3 separate regions of the Mus musculus genome follow, and regions 2 and 3 are each linked to region 1. A link is a contact called in public promoter capture Hi-C data. All regions are on one chromosome and are shown on one strand. Each heading gives the region's core, a stretch centred on a gene start, on an enhancer-like site or on the middle of the called end of the contact. The rest is flanking DNA. Distances are from core to core; before and after follow the strand shown.

What was found. Promoter capture Hi-C pulls out the DNA fragments that hold promoters and counts their contacts.
Region 2: a promoter capture Hi-C map of hippocampal neurons shows a contact between it and region 1, with 2.7 times the contacts expected there. The contact joins the promoter of Cfap299 here to the promoter of Cops4 in region 1. A contact is called at or near these places in 2 of 39 promoter capture datasets (hippocampal neurons and stem cell-derived epiblast-like cells).
Region 3: a promoter capture Hi-C map of embryonic stem cells shows a contact between it and region 1, with 4 times the contacts expected there. The contact joins the promoter of Prdm8 here to the promoter of Cops4 in region 1.

What each region holds. Positions count from the first base shown.
Region 1 is chr5:100,517,020-100,519,719 of GRCm38.p6, reverse strand. It overlaps Cops4 (COP9 signalosome subunit 4), which reads right to left and starts at 1,411. Exons shown (of 10, transcript NM_012001.2): 1 at 1,170-1,411. The coding sequence starts at 1,243.
Region 2 is chr5:98,328,052-98,330,751 of GRCm38.p6, reverse strand. It overlaps Cfap299 (cilia and flagella associated protein 299), which reads right to left and starts at 1,448. Exons shown (of 6, transcript NM_001024614.1): 1 at 1,288-1,448. The coding sequence starts at 1,398.
Region 3 is chr5:98,179,546-98,182,336 of GRCm38.p6, reverse strand. Prdm8 (PR domain containing 8) reads right to left here and starts at 1,468. Exons shown (of 4, transcript NM_029947.2): 1 at 1,225-1,468.

The DNA of each region.
Region 1 (2,700 bases), core at 162-2,661:
ATGAACTATTTCCAACCCCTGGAATAAGTCGTATGTACTTACTGACTGCTTCATAACAACATTATGACATTTTCCAGATACCAGGGACTGTGCTCAGTTATTGAAGTGTAATTAGTACATAGACACATGCTCATTTTGAAATCAGATAAGACTAAGCCTCACGATTACCCTTCCATTTTTTTAAAGCGGAAAAATAAAGAATGATGTAGTTAAGCCCAGGTTATACAACTAAATTTCCCACTAATAAGGTAGACTGTACTTTCTACACAGAAAAGCCCAGCACAGCGGCCACACAACACACACACCATTTCAATGTGCAGGTTTGAGCAAGAATATTTCATTAATTAGATCAACATGCCCTCAGCTGTGAGGTGTAAATGTTAGGGCCAATTGAAGGCATACTTTCATTAGAAGGCAAAACTGTGAAAAATCTACACAAAGAAGACTACAGCTGTTCAACAACTGCTTGAGGGGACTGAAACATGTCCCAATTTTTGACCTGTCGTGGCTCTAAGCACCCTAAGGTTTCGACAAAATTCCTTAGCAGACCCTGGAAATATCACTGTTCTAGACATCCTGAGCCCGAGGACATTCTGCCTGTGTTCTCTTCTCCAGAGTTGGTGACAGACTGCGAGTATCCAGAACATAAGGACCCACACACGCTATGAACTGAGAGAAGTTCTGGACCACATGACAGCATCCATACCTCCTCTGCCCCTATCAATCCTGGAAAGCCATCTCTTCGAAATAAAAGTCTGCATCAAAGTCCAGAATATAAATTTACCTCCAACACGGCGAAGGCAGGGGCGGCAGCGAACCGAAGTCAAACTCGGTGTGTCGGGCTCGCCGAAGAGACTCTAAGGAAGGCGCCCACCGCCGGGCGAGCCGTCATCTTTCTTACCTCGCTTCCAGAAGCCAAAAGAACCCGCAGAGGGCGTTATCAAGGACTTAAGAAGCTGGCAGCCACCTGGGGTCCTGGGACGGTCAGGACCCCAGCATACCGTCCCTACAGCTTTCTGTTGCTCCCAACATTTACCGCCACAGCCGAGTTCAGGCCCGCCCCCCTGAGTCAGGCCTAGCTCGAGCCTCACGCCCCGGAGCGCCCGTCGCCTCTGGGAAGATAAACTTGCGGCTTCCTTCCTACCTCTGTACTCCTAAGAAATACTCACTTGCCCGCCAGATCTTTATGAGAGCCGCTTGAATTCATGAGCTGGGCCAAATCCTGTCGCACGGCAGCCGCCATCTTTCCTCCAGCTCAGCCACGGCTGCGGGACCTCTCGCTGCCAAGAAGAAAACGAGCGTGGTCCTCCAGGAGGCGGGCAGAGGGGACGCGAGGTGCCATAGAGCAGCGTCTCTGTGGGCCAGAGCGCCGGATAGGGGAGCAGGAATTAGCTCCGCCCTCCGAGTTGAGTGACACCAGACTCCTCTCCTCCGGTTTGAGGACCGCCCAGGTCTCCCGAGAGACGCAGGCGCTCACGCTCCGACCTGGGATTGGCTGAAGAACTTGAGGGCGTGTACTTTGTGCAACTTCAGTAAAGGCCCGGCAAGTCAAAGGACGACGTTTTCCCTAAGTTCCGGGACTGATTATTATCGTTCTCCGCTCCGTTCTTTAAGGCATCACTTAAACGACCTATGTAAAGAGTTACTTCCAATTCACTATAGTCCAACACTGAAGAAAAAAGAAACAAAAACCAACCAACACACACACACGGAATGTCAATTCCAAAGATAAGAGGAAAAATACAACAGACCCAAATCATCATTTTACAACAAATTACAACAAGCAATCCATGAAAGCAAGCTTTTTTATTCGTGTACACAAGCTGCCTTCCCCTAAGGTGGAGTTCAGTAGGTCAGCCCTGGATTCAAGGAAGACAAGGTGTTTATAGCTCAGGGGTAAGGGGTTCCATATCGGAGATTTGGCGGGCAAACTAGGCGGCGAGCAAAACAAGGTAACACAACAGGTAGCCATAACAAGGTAGTCATAGGTGGTCATGGAACCTATGCAGCAGATAAGGCTCCAAGGTGGTTATAAACCACTTCTTGAAGCAAAGACATGACTTCTATTCCTGGAACAGGCAGTGCAGAACATTTTGTAGTTAAGGTTACAGGTGGAGAATAGCCCAATGTCTGACAAACAAAGGTTTAGTCATAAACAAGAAAGAACCTAGTTTGTCTGGAACAGAGGTTTAATGGTAAACAGAAAGGAACCTAATCTGTCTTTACTATATAAGATGGCTTTTAAGTCTGAAATGGAGACAGGCTGGTTCTTCAGATCATTTACCTGGGAAAGAGTATACCACGATCAAGAATATGCTCCTCCCACGATGAGTCACTGGCATCTAAGTGTGCCGATGTCTGCGTTTTTTCCACTTGGGAGGAAACTCAACTGCACAGTTTATGATCATAGTGGACTGCTTTTGGCACATTCCCCTTATAAACAAATAAATAGCTAGGTTTCATGGTGGTCACCGTAATACTAGCACTCCAGAAGTGGAGGCTAGGGAATCAGGAGTTCAAGTCTATACCCCTGATCCTATCGACTTGGAAGCCAGCTGGGATTACTAGAGACCCTGTCCCACAAAGCTCTAAGATGTAATACAGATTAATGTGCACACACACACACATACACATATACCTTTGGACTATATATGTGCATTCCTTGATACACCCTGTATCTTTTTAAAGTGTTGGTTATAC
Region 2 (2,700 bases), core at 199-2,698, 2.2 Mb after region 1:
TAGCTTAGCAATTTTGCTGAAGCTTGTCAATCATTTCTCCACTCACTGAACTGGTTGGTTTTATTAGATGATGCTAACTTATAGAATAAAAGTTGTTAATTAGTTCAGCAAAGCTAATGTTACTCGCTGCCGTGGCAATGCAGTTGTTTTAGTGTTCTGTCGTTATTTAGTGAACACGGGAAACAGAGGATGGAGACGCACTACTTCCGTCCCGCCAACCACGCTCCTCAACCTCCGGAGCATCACTACTTCCGCATCACTACTTCCGCATCACTACTTCCGCATCACTACTTCCGGTCTACCAACCAAGTGCCAACCGCGCTCCTCATCCTCTGGCCGGTCAGATAATTAAGATGGACTCACCCTTTCTCTTCCTACCTCCCCTTCTTTCTACATAAGCTTCTTGCAACATCTATTGTAATTATCAATTCAGTGGCTTCATTTCAGATGCAAGGATTTAAAGCAACTTCTGTGGGTTTAAAATATTGGCTAAAAGCAGGAGAGACGGCTTAAGGAAAAGGTGCTTGCTGCCAAACTTGAGTTCATTCCCTGGACACCACAGAATACAAGTTCAGAACCGATTCCAAGTTGCCCACTGACTTTTTATGCATGTGTGCGTACACACAAATGGAACTTTAAGTTACCCATCTAATAAACGTAAAAGCTTGGTTGTTTGGTGATATCGCTGCTGTTGCTGTTAAAAATCATGTTTTGTAACTATTTTAACAGATAATTTCAAAAGGGACAAATTTTCTTCATTTAAGATTATTTTCATACAGTGGCACCTATTTAAAAAGGAGGGGTGTCTATATGATAAACTGCCTTGTGCACAGGAGAAATGAGGGGAGTTGGCCAAATTCAAGTCCTTCCCAGAGTTCTGTAGGGTTGATTCTCCCCCCCCCCCCCCGCCCCCAATGGTGCTTGCTCTGTTTGTCCTTAATATGGAGATGGACTCCTTTGAAAACCTGAGCCCAGGCTGTGAGACTTGCAGTTGGGAGTTAGGAGCTCGGAGCTTGAAGATCCCTCCAACTAAGTCTTCTCGAGCATCCGGGACCTCCCGCTGCCCTGCCCTCAGGTGCACACAGCAACGCGTCCTCCTGGTTTTATGCCTTGTTACTACTTTACAGCGACCAAGTCGGCCTCTGTGCAGCGCACCAGCGTTTGGAGGGCTGGGGACTCCTGCAGCCTGCAGAGAAGTCTCTCGAAGCCAGAGGCCTGCGGTGAGCGCCGTCACCGCCAGGGGGCGACCAAGCCCCGCCGCGGCCAGCAAGACGGACCCGCGCTTACCTCCAGGTAGTACAGGTCGACCGTAGTGATCTGAGAGTCCAGGAAGTCTTCATAGGTGTTGAACTGTGTGACAATGTTGTCCACGGCCGTCAGCCCCTCGTCCTGATCCATCGCGGCTACACCGACGCGTCCCTAGTAACCGGTGTGGGCGGGCCGGACGCGCGCCGGTTGCGGGGGCGGGGCAGAGGGCGCTGCGCTGGCCCTGCCCCAGCCGGATCCCTGGGCGGCTTCTAACCCCTGGGAGCGGTCAGCCCTGCAGGGCAAACCCAACTTTTTTGGTGTAAAAGCCTTAGCAAAGTCCGAAGGTGCCTGCTCAGTGTTTGCAGTAAGAACCTCGACAGAAGAGTATCCCGGAAATCTAGGGGAAATAGTCTTGCTGGGTGCTTCAAAATAGCACGTGATCAGTTGTATAAATTACAACTTAAAGGCAAGTTATGGTTGGTTACTTGTGTGCCAGGAACAATGTATAAACTTCCCAAACGAAGCAGCCTTAGTGATCTCCTTTGCTCCTGCCTTCTGCCTTTCAGTTCCTTTACTTTTTGTTATTTAAATTTCAATAAGTTGAAAATTACTTGAAAAATCTTGCCTCCTTGAACGTCCTTTAAAAAATTGGGTTGGGGGGGAGGGATCCTAATCATGGAATGATATATCCCATTGAGAAGCTGATATTGACTTGTGTTTCTATTTACTCATTTCTTTAAAATACTATAGTATAAAATTGAATCTGAAACATTTCTCATTAGAGCAGACTTGTACAACTGTTTCCACACCAGAAGCACAGATGCTTGCTGTTATGCCAAGGGACTTTACAATCATCTCAGCATTTGTAGAAATCAAATCAGATTCTGCAATGAATCTTTTCCATTTTTTGGGGGGGAGGGGGGCAAAGTAAAGCCAGGTCTATTTAAGACCCCAAGTTGCACAATAAGTTATAGCTTTATTTTAAAAACAGGCTACCAACAATTTATATTGTATAATTATCTAGAAAGCTATAGAAACTAAACTCCAAGCATAGAGGGGAAAAAATTTCATGTGGCCTAAAACATTATCACAAGTAGAGAGGAGAGGTCTCTGTACTGTCTGGTCCAAAAGAAACTTGAGGACAAGTGCCTTTTGTGTCTTTTAGCATTCTGAAGGGCAAGCTGGCCTCTAGGCATCTCATGTACCTGGTTTCAAGTCCAAGCTGACATTCAGGCTCCTCCTAGCTCCTCTCATATCAGCTTCTCAGTCCTACAGAACCCTGACCTTTCAGCCATGTGCTCTCTTACCACCCACCCCCTCTCTGTCCCAGAGGCATTATTCTGGGTGTGTTGAACACAACAGAAAGCTTAAAAAAAAAAAAAAAAGTTTCTGCCGCTGGGGTCCACAGGATATGAAACTTGCTTCCGTGTGGTGATTGATTTGAATTTACCA
Region 3 (2,791 bases), core at 219-2,718, 2.3 Mb after region 1:
ATGCCCCAGTGGCGGGCTCTCTATTAAGCCGTCTTACAGGGATCGTTTCCTTCCTCAGCCACTGGACACCCCCTGTAATACTTAGCACTTAAAGAAAGCAATCATTTAAATTATTTAAACTAGGTCTTAGTTAGCCATGCCATTTTTCTTGGGGAAATCTAACAATTCCTCTAAGTTGGTTTTTCCCTAGCAGTTTCACCAGTGACAGTGATTGTCTCTGTATTTATATACCTTAAGTGGCCGTGGGGAAAACCGATCTTACTCTTTTCTTGTTCAGCTAGCTTCTCATTAAAGAAAAATATAGGCGATGTGTATTTTGTTTAAATCAACATCCACTAGCCAATTGCCATACAAATGTAAGAAAATGCAATGCCTGTAACTTTGGCTAGCCCCTTTCCTATTCGTTCTCCCATATGCCCCAAATGGCAAGTATATTTTCCAGACAGTGGGAATAAGAAAAATAGCCACAACATAGAAAGTTTATGATACTACTTTCTGTTTCTGCACTCGTCCTGTCCCCTTCTGATTTCCAATTGCAAGTCAAATACGTTGCAGAATACAGGTTCTCTCAGCTCCCTTTCAGTATAAACCCTCTTTCTCTTCCCAGTTGCCTACATTTCAACGGTTTGTACCTTGATTTCTGCCTCGCGTTTGAAAGTATTCTTCACAGAAGCTTTTTATTGTGACAGGAGATCGCCCTCCACTTTGGCAACAGCAGGGACTCAGTCATTAAAATGCAGTTCTATCTAACAATACAGCGAAAAGGTCCCACAGCCGGGCTAATAGCGGTCCATGCTGCCTCGGTGGCCGCCTTGACGCAAATCAGCCACAATAGCGATAGGCAGGACCCCGGGCTTTATAGTATCTAGCCTTTCACAGTCCTACGCCCATCCCTAGGCCCGGGTTCTCTTCCTTCGCAGATCCTCCTGGGAAACTCAGAGCCAGCTGGGCTCGCTGAAAGCCGGTCGCTACTGCCGGATGCTCTCCCTCCACTCCGGGCTGGCATTGTCTGGCAGCCGCGAGCTCCCCAGTCCCTAGCTTCTCCAGAAAAGTGCTCCTACCCGCTCCTCCCTTTGTATAATCTTATTGGCAGTGGAAACAACATTCCGCGTCGTTTCCCTCCTATCTTCTAGATAACGAGGAAAAGGGGGACAATTTTTTCACTCCTTGTACTCAACCTGTCCTCTTCCCATCCCCCTCCCAGGTCAAAGCAAATAGACTTACCAGAAATAAGGTCAGGACCGAGTCGCCCAAATAAGGCCACCTGGAACCAACGGGGTGCAAGCCAGTGTTCCTTCCTGCCTATTACATTAGTGTATCTCCATGTCAAGAGGTGTCGGTGTCAGTCTTGTGGGTTCTGTCCAAAGAGAGAAGAGAGATGCAGATAGATTAGGAGAGAGAGAGAGAGAGAGAGAGAGAGAGAGAGAGAGAGAGAGTTGTACAGATGGACCCGATGCAATGACTGACTGGCACGCAGACACACACTTTTTGTTTGCTGCACATAATCTGCCCAATGACGCGTGACAGCCCACGTCCCCTCCCTTTAACTCTTGCCGGTCTGGGAGATCCCTCCGGCGCCACAAGCCTGGTTTTTCTGGACTGCCCGCGCTAGGCAGATCCTAAGCTCCTTCCCGAAGTGGCATAGCCTCCCCGAGAGCATCCTGGCCTGCCTTCTCCTGCAGCTGGGTCCCTCTGGGACACCTGGGTTGGCAAAATCCGTTTCGGGCTCAGGAAGGAAGGTGTCAGAAGGAGCAGAGCGGTTCTTTTCCGTTTTGCTGGGCACTCAGAGGACGTAGGACAAGGAGTTGAATTGGCTATGTTGCCAGCGCGTGAACTACTTGCATATGTCCCTAGAGTTTGAGTGGTATGTCCCTGCTCCCCCAAAAGGAGGGTGAGAATTTGCCCCGCGGGATTCTTTGGCCATTGACTGCCGCTGATCTGTGAAGCTAGTGGCCTAGGAGGTGACAAACAGACTTCCTTAAAATGCATTCATGCCACCTAGCAGAGACTCCCGTGTAAATACTGGCGACAGGGGGTATGATTTGGTGGGAACTCGGCTAGCCATCTCCCATCCAATGGGATGGGGTAAGAAGATAAGTCTGGAATGCTGCCAGACACCTAAAGGGACTTCGGCTGTTTTTAGGTCCCAGAACAAGGGTCTGTGCGTGGATATGGGCTAGGAGGGCGTTGCTGGGAAAAGCCTAGGTCATTGGACTCAGGTGTTAAAGCTTTTCACCTTCTGTGCTCTCTCTGTATTTTGTGGTTCCCAAGGGGGTCCCATAATGGCGGCCAGGATTCTAAGACCTCATGATACAGAAAGGATGGTTCAAAGTTAAAAAAAAAATTACTGAGAAGGACTCTCAAGAGCCTTTCACATCCAGCCGTTGATGGAGGAGTGGACCGAATCACAGGAGTGAGGCTGTCTCGGGAGTCTCGTTTGTGCGCTAAGCCACTTAGAGGCGCTGGCTTGTCCTCTGGAGCGGCAGCTGATGCTAATGACTTGAGGTCTTTGACAGCCAGAGAGTTTTCTCCTTCTGCGGGGGCCACAAAACAATGACGCTAGGGGCTCTCTGGCTGTTTTTCTCTGGTAGGCTTTCTATTCCTAAGGAAAGAAAGGCCTTTGAGTGGCGCAGGCAATCCCTCAATTCCTACCCCCACTCTCCCGGAATTCAATTGAGCAATAGGTCAGGTTGAGTATAAATCCAATTGTATAGTTTACTCGCTAAAGGGCAGGAGTCAGGGCCAGAATTTAAGGAGGAGACAATCTCTGTCCTTGCCTCTCAGAGTGAGC